Linked DNA regions of Hordeum vulgare: region 1 is linked to region 2. Evidence: chromatin contacts called from public Hi-C data. All regions are on one chromosome and are shown on one strand. The core of a region is the stretch at or near the end of the contact, and the rest is flanking DNA. Distances in the headings are between cores, read along the strand shown. Region 1 holds the start of LOC123451147 (histone H4). Region 2 has its middle 52 kb from the start of LOC123420243.

Evidence for each region. A called contact is a pair of places that touch in the nucleus more often than the background predicts.
Region 1: a Hi-C map of leaf shows a contact between it and region 2, with 3 times the contacts expected there. The contact joins the promoter of LOC123451147 here to the enhancer-like site in region 2. A contact is called at or near these places in 2 of 6 Hi-C or Micro-C datasets (both in leaf).

The regions. Positions count from the first base shown.
Region 1 is chr1H:505,266,461-505,271,322 of MorexV3_pseudomolecules_assembly, forward strand. LOC123451147 (histone H4) reads right to left here and starts at 1,924. Exons shown (of 1, transcript XM_045128156.1): 1 at 1,362-1,924. The coding sequence starts at 1,859. The coding sequence ends at 1,548.
Region 2 is chr1H:505,168,936-505,173,353 of MorexV3_pseudomolecules_assembly, forward strand. No RefSeq gene overlaps it. Among protein-coding and RNA genes, the nearest start is that of LOC123420243, 52 kb to the left of the region's middle. Within about 2 kb of position 1,861, at least 3 of the 3 cell types and tissues checked have open chromatin away from gene starts, as enhancers often do. A contact at or near this core is called in leaf, where this site is marked.

The DNA.
Region 1 (4,862 bases), core at 674-3,173, 98 kb after region 2:
ATTCTTTTGCCAGTTCATTACCTTGAACCTGCATTACCTAGCTTTAAGGTCAGGCGGTGAAATGTAGGTGTGATTGTTCGAGACGTAACCGCGCAGGCTGGGGCACAGGTATGACATGTTCAATACTGTAAGAATAAGTGAAAAACACAACACAGATGCACAACTTATTTTTCTTCTAAGAAAGATGCACGATGCAATTAGATGAATAATTCATTAAATATTCTCTACCCAGATCCAGAGCATATGTACTGTTACAAGCAGCAAGAACAAGGACCTCATCATCATTATTTTTTGACTATGCTTGTCATATTATGGTCAACACCCTGTAATATTAGAGGATAGCAAAAAAATTGTTTGTTTACTATTGAAGAATTTGTATCGACGGCGGTTGCTATGCAAATATTGAAATATGAAGATAAAAGATATGATTGTGGATTGGTTTTGTCTTAATAATTTGGGTCACTCTAATATAATTAATCAAAGAAGAACGCTCCACCAGTTTCCCGGGCAAGAGAAGAAGACCTGCATTTGGACGAGCAGCTCCGTTTCAACCTTCCTAGATTTTCAGCAGCCATTTTCAACAGGTCTGTGGCCAGTTTTTCGCTTTGTTCCATCCACTTCAAAAGATCAGTCGAAGTAGCATAAGGTGATGATATACAGTACCACGGAGAGAACAAAAATGATTCAAGCTTTTGGCCCTAAATATCAGCATGGCCTATGCTAAAGAAGACTGTATCATGTAATTCAACAAAACCAAAAGATTACGCTAAGTAATCCTAATGGTGTGTGAGGAACCACACAACATTATGGATGGATATGAATATGCAGTTAACTAGTCGACAGTGACCCAGCATGCACCATTTATTAATCTTCGATTGACAATTCACTAAGCATTGCGAAATTTGTATTTTATGGAATAGAATACTTAATGTGGCTCTGTTTGAACTTGGGACACAAGTCTGGAACTACCAAGCGAATTGCAGAGGCAAGAAGCAATCACCTGCAGGCTGCAGCCTCCGTCACAACGTCTTCCACCAAGTAGACTTTCCCCCACTCCATGGCGCCTATGGTTACCTGCAATTTGTGCCACATTCTTTTCATCAATAAACGAACAATTATCAAGACACTTCTACCATATTATCAACACACGGTTCAGTTCCTCTCTGTTCTGCAGCTACTTCTCAACGGGTTCTCGAATTTGGGATTTAAATCAGATTGTGGTGGACTTACGAAATTCAGATAGAAAAAATTCAGGCATCATTCAAATCGAACACTGTAGCACACATCAATTAATTTGAGGACAAAGATAATACAGAGCGACAGAACCGGGATATCAGCAGAGCTAGGAGATTGCATAAGAATTCAAGGGTGAAATTTCCATTCCATTCCATTCTAGCAAACCAGCAGTGATCAGTTTGTCCATGCACCAAACAGCAGAACAGAGGAAACAAGACAGCGAGATACTGCAATTACCCCACAACAGAACATGAATCCTAAACAGAGGCTAGCTCCTAATCTGGTTTCCGCGGGCGACGGATCTGGCGGGCCTAACCGCCGAAACCGTAGAGGGTGCGGCCCTGGCGCTTGAGCGCGTAGACGACGTCCATGGCGGTGACGGTCTTGCGGCGGGCGTGCTCGGTGTAGGTGACGGCGTCGCGGATGACGTTCTCGAGGAAGATCTTGAGCACGCCGCGGGTCTCCTCGTAGATGAGCCCCGAGATGCGCTTCACGCCGCCGCGGCGCGCCAGGCGACGGATGGCCGGCTTGGTGATGCCCTGGATGTTGTCGCGCAGCACCTTCCGGTGGCGCTTGGCGCCGCCCTTTCCGAGCCCCTTTCCTCCCTTGCCACGGCCCGACATCTCCGCCGCTGTCCCTTTGCTGCGGTGGGTTTGACTCGTGGTTGGTGGAGGGATGAGGTGGCTTGGTGCGGTGGAGCGTGTGGCGAGGCGGCAATTTATAGCTGCGGGGTTTGTGGGAGGGGAGAGAGGGCGATCCGCGTGATGAAGGGTGTCAGCCGTTGGATGGGCGAGATGGCGGGGAGGGGTGGCGCGGATCGGTGACGTGGCGGGGAGGTGTGCTTCTTTTGTGAGGTTTGTGGTGGGTTTGTGCGGGAATGAGAGCAGCGACCGGATGTTTTCCATGGATTTTTGAGCGGGGTGTTTCCCTGCCGCGAATTTTTCATGCAAATATAATTAATAAACTCTAATCTAGTCTCTCCATTTATTATTAAGTCTGACTTCCAAGCCTAAATTGGTGCGTTCATGCTTAATCTGACCGATTCCCCTACCAGTTCAAGGAGTTGTTAATGAACATGGTGCATTTTTCTCAATATTCAGATTATTATGTTGGTTGCATAGGCGCAGTTCGGTTACAAATAAATATCAAAAGTAATTGGTTTGACTTGGCCACAACCAAAGCGAAAACTAGGATCAACGTCCGTTCTAAGAGCATCTCTAGCACACCCTCTAAAAAGATAAATTGTAAAACTGAGATACAATACGAATCTAAAAAGGCATTTTAAGAGATCCTTTCTTCGGTCCAACGACTGCCGCCCCTTCCTCCAGGATGTCGTGCCGGCCACCCCGGTCGCGTCCAACCCCGTCGAACGCGCCCCGTCGCCCGTCGGCCGCGCCCCATCACCACGCCGGTCGCGCCCAACATCGTCGGCCACGCCTTGTCGCCTCGCCGGCGCCCCGTCGTCTCCGTCGTCAGCGACTTGCTCTGTTGCGAGCCACATCGGCCGAGCCATGCCCCTTTGCATGTCGCGCTCGCGAGGTCCAACTCGTCCAATTCAAACCGACGACGATCGATTGCGGCGTCTAGCGGCCTGTTCCGACGTGCGGTGATGAATTCCGGCCAGTTTAGGACGGATTCCAACAAACTCCGGCGGCGTGTTTGCTCCGACGAGGTTTGACCGCTATACGGGTGTTGAGGATTGTTGCATGGGAAACAAAAAAAATACTACGCACACGAAGACCTATCATGGTGATGCCCATCTACGATAGGAGATTTGGATCTACATACCCTTGTAGATCGCACAGCATGAAGCGTTAAGAAACGCGGTTGATGTAGTGGAACGTCCTCACGTCCATCAATCCGCCCCGCGAACCGTCCCGCGATTCATCCCACGATCCGCTCCGATCTAGTGCCGAACGGACGGCACCTCCGCGTTCAACACACGTACAGCTCGACGATGATCTCGGCCTTCTTGATCCAGCAAGCAAGACGGAGAAGCGGATGAGTTCTCCGGCAGCGTATCGGCGCTCCGGCGGTGGTGAAGGATCTACTCTTGCAGGGCTCCACCCGAGCTCCGCAGAAATACGTTTTAGAGGTAAAACTATGGTGTCTAGATCTGAGTTGCACGTGGCAAAAGTTGTCTCAAATCAACCCTAAATTACCACTATATATAGGAGGGAGGGGGAGGAGGCTTGCCTTGAGGGCCAAGCCCTCAAGGGTGCGCCGACTAGGGAGGAGGAGGAGTCCTACTCCAATCCTAGTCCAACTAGGATTGGAAAGTGGAGTCCTTCTCTTCCTTCTCACCTTTCTTTTCTTTTCCTGACGCATAGGCCCTCTTGGACTGTCCCATCAGCCCACTAAGGGCTGGTGCGCCACCCATAGTGTTGGGGAACGTCGCATGGGAAACAAAAAATTTCCTACGCGCACGAAGACCTATCATGGTGATGTCCATCTACGAGAGGGGATGAGTGATCTACGTACCCTTGTAGATCGTACAGCAGAAGCGTTAGTGAACGCGGTTGATGTAGTGGAACGTCCTCACGTCCCTCAATCCGCCCCGCGAACAATCCCGCGATCAGTCCCACGATCTAGTACCGAACGGACGGCACCTCCGCGTTCAGCACACGTACAACTCGACGATGATCTCGGCCTTCTTGATCCAGCAAGCAAGACGGAGAAGCGGATGAGTTCTCCGGCAGCGTATCGGCGCTCCGGCGGTGGTGAAGGATCTACTCTTGCAGGGCTCCACCCGAGCTCCGCAGAAATACGTTTTAGAGGTAAAACTATGGTGTCTAGATCTGAGTTGCACGTGGCAAAAGTTGTCTCAAATCAACCCTAAATTACCACTATATATAGGAGGGAGGGGGAGGAGGCTTGCCTTGAGGGCCAAGCCCTCAAGGGTGCGCCGACTAGGGAGGAGGAGGAGTCCTACTCCAATCCTAGTCCAACTAGGATTGGAAAGTGGAGTCCTTCTCTTCCTTCTCACCTTTCTTTTCTTTTCCTGACGCATAGGCCCTCTTGGACTGTCCCATCAGCCCACTAAGGGCTGGTGCGCCACCCATAGTGTTGGGGAACGTCGCATGGGAAACAAAAAATTTCCTACGCGCACGAAGACCTATCATGGTGATGTCCATCTACGAGAGGGGATGAGTGATCTACGTACCCTTGTAGATCGTACAGCAGAAGCGTTAGTGAACGCGGTTGATGTAGTGGAACGTCCTCACGTCCCTCAATCCGCCCCGCGAACAATCCCGCGATCAGTCCCACGATCTAGTACCGAACGGACGGCACCTCCGCGTTCAGCACACGTACAACTCGACGATGATCTCGGCCTTCTTGATCCAGCAAGAGAGACGGAGAGGTAGAAGAGTTCTCCGGCAGCGTGACGGCGCTCCGGAGGTTGGTGATGACCTTGTCTCAGCAGGGCTCTCCCCGAGCTCCGCAGAAACGCCATCTAGAGGAAAAACCGTGGAGGTATGTGGTCGGGCTGCCATGGAAAAGTCGTCTCAAATCAGCCCTAAAACCTCCGTATATATAGATGGGAGGGAGGGGACCTTGCCTTGGGGCTCAAGGAGCCTCAAGGGGGTCGGCCGAGTCCAAGGGGGAGGACTCTCCCCCCCCCCAAA
Region 2 (4,418 bases), core at 611-3,110:
GGAGTATTAGTTTGTTCAAAAAGGTTGGTGATCGTGGCCCGAAAGATTCTGGATCACAATGATGCTCAGTTTTAAGAATACAATTTAAGTGACATGCTATTTTTTATCCATTTCTTTTATTTTAGATGCTACAATTATTTTAAATTTGTGACATGTGAATTAACTTTATCAACGTTTTAGACTAGAGTTGCTCTTGCACATACAATCTTAATAATTACCTACAGATTGCTTCTTAGCTGAAATCAGACGTCTAGATCGTAGTTCACAACTCGATCATCCCATGGTCCCGCTGAAAGGTTGGTGCATGAAGCAACTGCAAAAGTACTCACTTGTCGTCTAGAGACGAGTTCGTTCACACTTATCCAGTTATCCCACACAATCATGTTCCTTTTCAAGCTGAGAAACAATCTTGCGTTCAAAAATAAAAGGAAAATAAAAAAGTTAGTATCACAAGCAACAGTGCAAAAATGACACGTAGCCACACACACTTGACAAGATAATCTCCCACGCATTTTTCTCTCTGAAACGTAATCAATGTGGCCGAACCATGCTGGTCCACACGATCGAGTTTGTTATAATGCTTTGCACTGTTTGCTGAACTAACAATCAAGGAAAATGACATTGTACGAAAATTCGAATAATAATTGAATGAAAACGGACACGATTGCCAGTTATGCCTCTGGATTGGGCACGTCGCCGTATGAAGTAGGGCCGTGGTTATTGAAGTTTGAAACAGATGGCAGTGCCTGCCCGCCAGCCATGCGTGCTCGGCCAGGACCAAGGGCCATGACCACAGAACACTTGAGCTGACATCTATTTTACGGCTGAAGTTAATCCCACCACGGAATAAATTGCAGAAAGCCACCACAAATGTGAATCCTAATAAATCAGAAAACCGTCGGGTTTCATTTTTCTTTCATTAATCCTAAATCAGATTAATGAAGGCGAAGGCGAAGGCGATGTGTGGTCCAGCGACCAAGTATGAGTCTGATGGAGTAAATTGCCGAAACCATCACAATTGTGAATCCTAAATGAGAGAACCATCGGATTTCATCTTCTTTTGGGAAGAGCCCATCAGTTTACTGCTGCCAGTTCGCCAAAAATAATTATCAAGCGTTCTCTAGATCCGTTCAGGCCCTCCTGTTCATTTGTTGATGTACTCTTGGCGTAACTGATGGGGTACGTTGGTCTGTGTTCTCAGACGTGGTCAGAGGTCTCCAGTGTTGGTACTGATACGACTTGATTGATTTTCGGCTTGCATTATCGCCATTGACACGAGAGGTAAGTTTAGGTATAGCATATGTATTGTAGTGCGGAGTGCTGGGTACTAAGCTTTACGATTTGAATTGTAGTGGCCGAAAGGGTTTCTTCATGTTTTTAGTGCTTCTTTCTTAATAATGCAATAATACATATATGTATGTGTATATTATTAGGAAAAAGTTTAGTCCGCCATAATCACCTGTCTTGCCCCGTGAGTATTCAAGTCGACCGGTCATTCATGTACAATGTCCGATTTCATGTACTCATGTCTTTTAAAATCTATAGCTGGGTGTTTTAACTGATCTCAAACGTCCGAAAAAACAGGGTCATCAGCCGGTCAAAAAAAAAACTCATATGCGCCTCAATACGGCCTCAAACGTTCAAGTTGTTTGGCACCCATCAAATTTAATCAAAATGTGGGACAGATATGAGACGGTCTAGGCGCGCCTGCGGCTTCTGCCACATTAACCCGACCCATCTCTGGCCCACCATGACCCCACAAAAATCCCAACCGGATCGAACCTTAACCTCACTTCACTCCTTTCCGGTCTTTGTCTCTTTTCCTCCCTTTATTCAATATGTCACCTCCCGATCTCCTTCCAGCATGTCCAGCACCGAAAACCACTCTAACTACTCCGATGATAATGATTGGGACGTGTTCCTCCATGATGCGGCCGGCGACAGGGACAGTTTGACCCTCCGCATCACGTTGCAGCGGGCTCGGGTGGACATGGCCGGCGACAGGGACAAATTTGTGGTGCCACGTGTCACCCGCGACCACAGCGCCGACGCCACAAAGGTCCCTTCCCGCCCCGCTCGCAGCTTCGTGTGACAGCTCAATCCGCGTCGCCCCTTCATCGACCTTCTCCACTCCGGTCAAAAGGGCAGCGATGGGTTTCAGTGCCCGCTCTACTAGCGTCATGGAGGCGCGCGTTGCTAGCCGTGAGTGGCTACGTGCAAAGGAGAGGATGGCCGCGTCGGAAGCGGTTGCGTAGTCATCCTACCACCCCAACCGGATGCCGATGGTATCTGGGAAGGAGGAACGGCTCCTCACGTGGGTCTATTTCCGGTCACTTACGACGAAGGAGACGAACGCCAGCCAGCTCTGGAGGAAGAACGTAAAGGTGCTCTGGCTGGGCCTTGATCAGTACGCGCGCGAGGCGGCGACAAAGACGAGGCGAGTGGCCAAGATCAATTGCAAGCAGGAACGCATTGTTTGGAAGTTGAAGGGCTACTCCGTCCTTTCCTTTTCCTTGGATATCTCCGACAACCCACTTCCTTTCCGAACGCCTACGTCAACGCCGGAGACCAGAAGGACAAAAGGCAAAGGAAGTGGTGAACCTCCACCGCCTTCGTCTTCCATTTCAAATACTTAGTAATCTAGTTTAAACTTCTGTGTTGTCTATATCGATTATGTGAACTGTAAAGATATTTTTGTGATCATTTGTACATTATATGTGCATTTTGACGTCAATTTGATGATCTATGTAGATATTATTCATATTTCATGCTTTAGTATGGATATATGGTACCAGATTCGAAATACACGACCCTGAACGAAGCAATTTGAGGATTGCCCAGTCACTGTCCATGAACATGCCCGGATACGACTATAGACGTATAGGATGTCGGATTTGGCAACCGCGGCCCTAGACTAGTTGCTAGGCCGGATACCACCCGCGTCGTCAAGTTATCAACACCATCAACACGGCATCATCATCGAGTCACTGACAGGGAATGACATGTGTTTTCTTAGACTCCACTTTGTTCCGACCTTGTGGCCTGCAAGAGCTAGGGCCTCTTTAATTCGCGGGATTTTAAAAATGCAGGAATCGAATAAATATAGGGTTAGAGTGGCATGTTCATTGGAACCATACAATATTAACAAGGAGTGTTTGATGTTACAGAAAAAACAAAGAAGCTATAAAAAGGGGTTGGAATGAATGTTAGATTTTCTAAGAAATGTAGTACAAAAGATGGAGTACATAGGAAAAAATTATTATGAGATCCAATCCAATAAATCAAAAGATCAATATATATAGAAAAAGATCCTAACAATATCAATGCTCCAAAAATCTTACATAATTCTTTTGAATCAAAGAAGCCCCTGGCCTCTTCACGTTGCATGCATACATGACGATGCAGCTCGCCACTATACTACTGTGGTCTGGTGGATGATAGTACAACGCAGCGCGGATTCTAGAAGCTTGGACACACGGCACCGATCATGCAACAATCACACACGAACACAGCTACGGCAACGCTCGTCCCACGAGCTGTGCGCTGGATTTAGCAGCAAGAGTAGCAGTAGTAGTTCAACGCGGCGAAAACTGTTTTGACAGGGACGCACCGCCGGCGTCGCCGTCAAGACCCGCGTACGTGTCCGTCCGGGTCGCCGTCGCGTCGCGGTCGGGACAGTAGCGGCGGCGGACAGGGCCAAAACAACGCTTTTTTACCACGACGGACGGACGAGACGACGGGCCGGAAAACGAACCGCCGGCGACAGGTGTCAGGCGCGCGGCAGAGAGGTCGGCTCCTGGCACCCTGTGGCTCGATCGACGTCGGTCTCGGCTTGGCGTTGCTTGTCAAAACCGGAGAAAAACGCTGGCGCCGATGGATAGCAATTGGGGGTGGGACTGTCTCATCTCGTCGATGGGCTCCGGCCGTAGTAAGTGTACAAGTCTGTTGAGAACGGAGCGACAATTAATTCGGCCAGTGATGTGCACGCTGCCGCTGCGCGTCGCATCGGCCTGGACGTACGTGGCGTCCCCCGGCGGGAGCTTGGCCGCAGCCCGCAAGCTAAGCATATCCAGCCGCGCCCCCAATAAACGCCTTTCGGCCATTTTTGTCCGCCCACGGGGAAAACTATCCACTCGTGACCTCATGAACCTGTTTTTGCTAGGTTTTCGCCCCATAGCCTTGTGTTCCTGATGACAGGCGCAAGGCGATGGGTTTCCTAGCACTGCTCTGAACTCGCTTCTTTTCTTTCCCTTTTCTCTCTTTGATCTCAGATCCAAAAACTGTGTATTTCTGTTATGCTTTTAATGGAAAGGGAAGAAGCCCGGTTCTAAAAAAAAGGAACCTGTTTTTGGTCGGCTCGGACCCAAATTTGGCCCAACGGTTTCATGCCGAACCCAGCGCAATGAGGGTCGTCCGGG